Linked DNA regions of Mus musculus: region 2 is linked to region 1. The links are chromatin contacts, called in public promoter capture Hi-C maps. All regions are on one chromosome and are shown on one strand. Each heading gives the region's core, a stretch centred on a gene start, on an enhancer-like site or on the middle of the called end of the contact. The rest is flanking DNA. Distances are from core to core; before and after follow the strand shown.

Evidence for each region. Promoter capture Hi-C pulls out the DNA fragments that hold promoters and counts their contacts.
Region 2: a contact with region 1 is called in a promoter capture Hi-C map of the HPC-7 cell line, with 2.7 times the contacts expected there. The contact joins the enhancer-like site here to the promoter of Secisbp2 in region 1. A contact is called at or near these places in 7 of 39 promoter capture datasets (the C10 cell line, the HPC-7 cell line, HPC-7-derived erythroid cells and 4 more), 19 of 484 Hi-C or Micro-C datasets (the 3T3-L1 cell line, the AML12 cell line, B cells and 13 more), 8 of 115 datasets of contacts at active chromatin or transcription factors (the 230-238 cell line, CD8 T cells, the HPC-7 cell line and 3 more) and 4 of 9 other capture datasets (adipose tissue, embryonic stem cells, liver and 1 more).

Annotation. Positions count from the first base shown.
Region 1 is chr13:51,649,867-51,653,682 of GRCm38.p6, reverse strand. It overlaps Secisbp2 (SECIS binding protein 2), which reads right to left and starts at 1,975. Exons shown (of 17, transcript NM_029279.2): 1 at 1,863-1,975; 2 at 928-1,076. The coding sequence starts at 1,898. Cks2 (CDC28 protein kinase regulatory subunit 2) reads right to left here. Exons shown (of 3, transcript NM_025415.3): 3 at 3,021-3,346. The coding sequence ends at 3,294.
Region 2 is chr13:51,683,657-51,687,472 of GRCm38.p6, reverse strand. Secisbp2 (SECIS binding protein 2) reads right to left here. Exons shown (of 17, transcript NM_029279.2): 17 at 3,429-3,816. It also overlaps a transcript of Sema4d not described here. Among named protein-coding and RNA genes, the nearest start is that of Secisbp2, 34 kb to the right of the region's middle. Within about 2 kb of position 2,067, at least 18 of the 459 cell types and tissues checked have an H3K27ac peak or open chromatin away from gene starts, as enhancers often do. A contact at or near this core is called in the HPC-7 cell line and rod photoreceptor, where this site is marked.

The DNA of each region.
Region 1 (3,816 bases), core at 726-3,225:
ACTAGGACCAGGGTAACAGAGCTCAACGGTAGATAGCCTTCATAAAACGCACAAGGCCGTGGCTTCCTCCTATGGCACCACAGAAAAGGTAATCTCAAGTAAAAAGTAAGTTCAGATGCCATGGCAGCACAGCAAGGGCATGCTCCCACAGTTTTGCAGCCGACTGCTGGTTTAGTACCTGACAGTGTCTCAGCAACCTAGACACAACAGCCGAAAGGCCATTCCCTTGGCTGAGGAGTTGCACTACAGCCTGCACAGTCTTCCTCCAGTCCTGCCCTTTCAGCCCCTCACATCCTGCACTATGCTGCCCAGAAGGCCAGAGTACAAAGAGGATCCTGCACACCACGGAGGCCAGGAGCCGTAAAAGATGGGCACCTTGGTAATTATTCAGTAGACTGGGGATTGACCCTGAGGCCTTGTGTTTGACAGAAAGAGCTGCACCACGGAGCTCTGTCACTGGAGACAGGGTCTCGCTAAGTTGTCCAGCCTGGCATGTTATCTATCTGATCCTTCATCCATCTGTCCTTTTCCCATTTACCCTTCCTTCTTGCCGTTTCTTTTCCCAATACAAATGTGAATTTGTTTGGTTCTGTCTTGCTTTGGTAGCTCTGAAGATCAAGCCCAGGGCCTGACAAATGGCAAAGCAGCATCCTCAGTCCCTACACGCGTGAACCAGTATCAACTGTAAACAAATGACCCTGCAACTGTACTTTCTAAGTTCCGTAGTGTCGGTCCCTTCCTGGATGAAGTTTTTGCACAGAATTTAGTCAGGCTACAGAGCCCAATCTTTGCTGGTTGAAGAGCCTCCTTTCCTCACCTGCAAGCCGTCCTGTAAGATGTTATGTATGTTTCAGTGTGTGAGGCTCTAATCACTACCTCTGGGAGAGAAACCCTCTGCATGAGGCAAGGCATCGAGAAAATACATACTCAGCTGCTGGTGGTTCCTGTACAAATGGATAGTAGGTGGCCGCACAGCCTGGGAAGACACGTGTCTCTGAGGACTCTGACCACGCCACGTTGAGCCCAGCAAACTTAGGGACGAATGGTTTGACATCAGCTGACAACTTGATGCTATCCTGAGGATGAGAGGGTGGGGATGGGCTTTAACGCTCCTGAGATTCGCCAAATGCCATCAAATACAAACCACAAGAAAGGTGCGCCATTCTGATAGGCCCATTGGTGATTACAAAGGTGCAGTGCAAAGACAAAAATGTGTTTGGCAACAATATCTCCCTGATGTTTTTATTATTAAAAAAAAAAAAAAGGTTACTGGACCTTACATGTGAAAAAAGGACAATGAATTAAAGTCGAAGGAAACCCCAACCTTGTTATATAACAAGAACCACAACTCGGAATGCTTCTGAGGATTTAAACTTGAAGATAGTTATTTTTACCTCTTCCATCTTTATACATGAGATATATAAGAACCCTGTACCTAGTGTCGCTAAACTATACCCAAAGGACGCTCAAAGTTATTATGTAAAACACACCGCTGACATTTATTGCCATCTAACTTCTCAACAAAAATCACCACATATTTCATCTGTAGTTAGTAAACCACACGGAACCTCTGAGAGAAAAATCATCCCACAGCCATGAGCCCTTGGAACGCAGAGTATGGGTTATTCTGACAACTTTTATCACCGCGTTTGGCCAATTTAGAGTGGATTTCTGGGACGGCCGGCGCGCCATCTAGCGGTCATGGCAGGCGCGGACGCGGGTGCGAGGTGCCCGAGGCCGTAGGTAGCCTATGTGTTATCATTTCGCTGGCCGAACCGTGAGAGGGTGGTCAAGCCCCCCATCCCCGAACCTCAGGCCCGGCGGCCCCGCGCGTGTGCCTAGACCCGCAGCCCGCCCCTTACCTCGCCGTCCGGCTCCCGCGGCCGCTCCGACGCCATGGCGGCCACGGAAGAGCCCGCGCCGTGAAGCTAGCGGCGCGCCTAACCAACGACTCAGCGTTTCCGCCTTCCTGCGCGGCGGCGCCAGGACGTACGTCACCGAGGCGCGACGGAGGCCTTCCCTGCCGGAAGTGCTCGGCGTCCCGGGCCTCCGGAGCCGCACGTGGAAGACTGGGGCAGCGACAGCTCTAGGGGGTGGCTTGTGGTGGGCCAGGAAGGGCGCGGCTGAGCTCTTACGTGGGGCGGGCTTGGTGATGTGACACTAGGGGAGGCCAGGCTCTGGGCGCCCGCACTGATGCAGTGCAGGAGGGAGACTCCTAGTAAGAGTGAGGCCGGCAGACCTGCTCAGTGGTGAGCTTCCAGGAGCATCTGCTCCTGTGGAGTTTCTAGTAGGATGTCATGGCGGGTGCCTGCAGGCAGATGAAGAACCTTGGAACTAAGAGGAGTCAAATGTTTAGCTATGTGAGACTTCTGCTGGGGCCTGGACAACAGGAAGCTCTCGCAAAACACAACTCCAAAATGAAACCAAGAGCACAGAAACAGGTCGAAGGACAGAAAAAGGTCGCCTGCAATGTGGGGGCATTTGGCAAACAGGCCTTGGAGTCAGTCTGTAGGGTTAGAATTAAACACCAGCCCTTTTTTTCAAGCAAGACACCAGTGCCAGTTCATGGTCAGTAGCCCTGTTAGGTCTAGTGTATCCCACACATGGAAGGCTGTGGCTCTGTAGTGTTTACTGTGTTCAATGAGAAATCACCCCTGCTAATGTCTAACTACAGTCTTGTTTCTGGCCACTCATACTTTTTTTTATGGCTATCCACTGATGTGTGCTTAATTTCTTGGTTCACACAAGATGCACGAATGTGGCACCTGAACTTTTAAGATACTTTTCTCTGAAACCACTAGACTTTTTGTAGACTTGTGGACACTATCAAGCGGTGGGTTTTTCTGTTCACTTGCAGAATCCAAAGTTATTTAGGAAGTAAACTGGCAATAAAGCTGTAATATCCTCATTTGGAGCTTAATATTTCTTTTTCAAGTATGTTTATTTTCTTATATTTCTTTTTCAAGTATGTTTATTTTCCCCAGGGGTAAAAATAATCAAGTCAAATTAATTTCAACAATGGTGATATAAATGCAATATACAAACTTTATTTAACAAAACAGGTAAAATAAAACAGGCATTTATATTAAGAAAAAACTACAAGAAACTATCTTGAACAACTTAAAACAACCCTACTTGCAGTTGCATTTGACTGAGCTCTGTTGCTGTGAAGAATACAGCGCATGCACAGGTATGGATGAAAGGTTTGTACACTTTTCAAGTATTCACTGAATACTACCTTATATACACATATACATTAAATTTGAAAAAGATTAGATGATCCCAGCTGCACTTCATTTTTGTTGTTCTTTTGGAAGAGGTCGTCTAAAGAGAAGAATATGCGGTTCTGTGGAAAGAAAATATTAAGTTCCATGTCACTATTTGAAGTATTCAAAATGAATTGTCGGTGTAATAAATAGTAAATGCGGACAAACTCGTATAATAGCATTGTTCTACCATTTTATCCTTTGACCGACTCTGGAAAATAATTTCTACCTGCAAAATCATTTTCAGTGAAGAGAAATGTAATCTCTTTGAAAAAAGAACAGCTAATTCAAGTCAGCTGCTGGATCTCAGGCTAATTCACATCCAAATAAATAAATTGATGCCATACACACTTAGCTAAGAAAGGGTTGTTCTAGTCAAACCAGATCTCTGGGGGGTGAGGGGGGGGGGTGGGGGCTTAAAAGATTAAACTCAGAGAGTCCACCCAAAGCTTCCTCATTCAACGGGATGAAGGCCAGCATCTATAGCACTTCTGCTTTCCTATTGATAGGAAGGATTTCTGAGCTCCTAAAGATATGTGCCATAATTCCA
Region 2 (3,816 bases), core at 818-3,317, 34 kb before region 1:
CCCGCCCAGCCTATGGTGTGGTCCTGGACAGTGTGAACCAACAGCAACCCGGAGGCTGCAAAGCTATGGCCTTGACTCTGCTTGTCTTCCAGAGGCACTGCAGCAGGAAAAGTGGAGCCAGGAACTTGCTACGTGGCGTGCTGTGGCCGGGGAGCATGACAGGCTGATGCAGGGCTGGAGGAAGGCATGGGTATGTACCTGGCCAGCAGGGAGCTTTTTGCCCACTGCTCTTTGGACACTGGGCCCCTCTGACTTCCTCTTAGCCTACAGACAAGTTCTGCTTCTCTATTGCCCCAAGGGAATTCTGGGCTGTTACTGAGGCTAGTAGGATCAAGGATATGACAATGTTGTAAGAGGAGACCAAAACACATTTTAGGTCACGTACAGGCCAGTAGCTTTTTCCTAGGTCCCAAGGCTGCCCCAGCCCCTGGAACTCACTGCTTTCATGAGAGCAGGAGACTAGCTGCTGTTGAAGAACATGGGAAGGTGGGACTGTCACTACGTACAAGCTTGTGGAAGAGGCTTCCTCAGGAAGGGTGCCCTCACATAGGCTCAAGTCACTGTGCTGCCCCTTGGCTAGATTTACCCTGCGGTTAGCTGCCACACACAAGCAGGGAGCTCTAACCTTGGGGAGGCCTAAGTATGTGCATCAGATAACTGCCAGGCTGTCACAGTGAGTGTTGCTAGTCCTCTCATCAGAGCCCATGCAAATCTCCCCTCCAAGGGTCCTCTTTGACACTAGGAGACGCCAATCATCTCAGCCATTGACCACAGCCTCTTTCTGAAGGCTAAGCAGCATGGGCTCATAAGCACCTGTCTGAAACGAGAGCACACAGTGCTGCCTTTGTCTCAAGAGTCCTGAGAGATGGGGCTGGAGAGATGGCTCAGCCTGACTGCTCTTCCAAAAGTCCTGAATTCAATTCCCAGCAACCACATGGTTCACAACCATCTGTAATGAGATCTGACACCCTCTTCTGGTGTATCTGAAGACAGCTACAGTGTACTCACATATAATTAATAAATAAATAAACAAATAAATAATTTTAACCCCCCCCCCCCAAAAAAAAGAGAGAGTCCTGAGAGAGACCACTTGCATACTCTTAACTTGACGCCCTGGGGGTTGGGATGGGGGGGGGTTTCCACCATTCCACCCCAGAGCAGGGAAGGCCTAGTCTACTGGGCCAATCACTCAGAAACTACCTTGAATTCTTGTTTTTGTTCTGTAGGAAAGCTGCAGCAAGGATACCTTCTAGCCACCAGAGGCAGTTCTGGACTGATCCCAAGTGACCTTGTTGACACCAGCTGCAGACGTACCTGATGAACGCACAGCACCTACTGCACCAAGCTATTGTGTCTTGGCTGGCTCCACACTGCCATTCGCCACAGCCTGAGTGTCCCTTCCTAGAGGCTGGGAATCTCTAGGCCTGAACCCCAGTAGGCCTGAGACAGAACAAGACCTTTCTACATTAGCTCTTATGTAGCAGAAAGATCAGTCTGCCTGGCAGAAACAGAAGGCTCCTCACCCAAGCAGATGACAGAGCAGCAGGTCTGTCATGAAGGCTAACCGGATGGCAGACACCCTGCATTCTCCCCAGGACTTCCCTGCACTCCTGTCCCTCCCCCAGGGCCAGAACAGCTAATCTCCACTCCCCTTCTGTAGATCTAACTCAAGTCTGCTGCTGTGGCCACCTAGGAAACAGGTTGTTCCAGGGGCTAAGCTGGGATAGGAGAGGTGGGGTCCATGTGAGAATCTTTTGCCTTAAACCTTGAGTGACATGAGGAAGTTGCTCTTCGCTTATCTCAGAGCCCAAGGCTGTTTTCCAAAGCACAGTGCTTCCCACCCGTTTACCCTGTCAGCGCTCCGCTTCTGAGGTAGAAATGCCAAACAGGCCAATTATGCAAACCTTCAGGTGCCGTATTAAACTGTTTTCCAGTGCTGAGTTAGCATGTCTCTAGGTCTTTATAGTACAGTTAATCTTTGAAGCTTGTGGGTGTGTGTGACCTGGGGAGGTGTGGCCCAAGACCTACTCAGCCTTTAATCTCCACAGACAAGTCTCTTCTTGTCAATCATAAAACCTAAAACTCTGTTCATAACCAAGCCACGCCCTTCTATGATACCTGGAGACACTGCCTTGCTCAGCCTGCTCAATGTCCTTTCTTTCTGGGACAAATGAATCAGGTAAGCTTCAAGGTGTGGGATTAGCAGGTCCCTCTTGGGGCCAGTTCTGGGCAGAGACAGACACACTGATGGTCATGTGTACTGTCTTCTCATCTAAGCACAGCCTGGCCCCTGGTCACTCATCTGGCTAATGCACACGAGCCATGCTTGCAGCACCCTCACACCCTTGGAACAGAATTTTCTTGTGAACTACTTTCACTGGTTGTATTTGAGGTGTGGCTTGTCATTGCTCCCTGTATCTTCCATGAAGACTGGATTTGTCAGGACCTGTCTATGACACAAAGCAATCATACACTGAGGTGGCAGAGGATGCTCGGGCAGGAAGTATGTTTAGTAAGATTCCCTGCTCAGCTGCAACAAGAGTGGGCATCTGCACTTGTGTTCAGTCTGGTGCTCATTCCTGTGACCCTGTCCTGGGCACCCCTGGCACAGTGGGCCCAAGGAAGACTAGCTGACTTCACCTGAAGCACTGGCCTCTGCAGGAGTGCCAAGAGAGTGATGGCACAACCAGGGCACCCCAGGAGAGGATGTGCAATGTCAATGGCAAGGATTTCTGGAGGCAGAATGAGAACTCAGAAGTCCAGCACCCAAGGGTTCTTGTGTGGGCCAGGAGCCTGGACTAGCAGACGTGCGCCATAGATGAGGCAGCTCGGGGCAGGAAGCCTTCAAATCACAAGACATTTCAGACCAGGTTTTGTTTTTGTTTTTGTCCTATCAAATTTCAAAATTCTAGCTGCTTAATGCAGCTGATAGGGTTCTTTTAAAAATCCCTATAAATTCATTTAAGAGCCTTTTTTTCTCAAAGACTCTATTTCTAAACTTACTATAACCAGCTTGTGGCTTACTGACATGAGGGGGAGAAAAGCTGCTGACCTAATTCCACCAAATCCATCCCAGGCTGCCACAAAGTCAACAACAGGGTCAACCAGGGGTGAGAACTAGCCGTAGGCTCCGAACGGCAGGCCACTGGGATGCCGTTCTGACCCAGTCTCCCACTTTCTCTGCTCGGCACAAGCCGCTCTGTCCTCAGAGGCTATGTTGAGTGCAGCTGCATTCCTGACATGGGGCAGACTCGGGCAAAAGAGACGCAAAGGTCTATTAGGGATGCCATAGTCCCTGGGTCTGGAACTGGGTATGATGACTGGGCCCGTCACACCACCGCAGTGCAAAAGAGGACCAAGTCAGTAAGGAACTCCATTGCTAACCTGTGAGACTGATACCACTCACCTAAGATCACAATAGCCTGAGATGAAATTAAATAATCACTCTTTATTCAAAACAAATAAGCCCTCTTGCTTGCAGGAAAATATGTTAGTAAGCTCTGTCCTCTAGGACAGAAACACATTCATCCTATGTTCATTAAAAAGATTTGTAGACACCAAACTGAAATCTACAAATTTGATATATACTGCTTCTTTGGAAAATAAAAACTAAAAGCATTAATTTATGTCAAAAAGTCATGTTAGAAACTAATTTTCTTCTGAGGCTCATCTTAGCAAATCCTTGGCAGCACAATGGCAGGACTCCACCCCCGAGGAAGGGCCCTGCACACCCCGGAGCACAGCTCCTGGTTCACCATCCCCAAACTTGGTTGAGCAGCACTGTAATAGTGGGTCCTAGGCAGCCACGGTACCCAG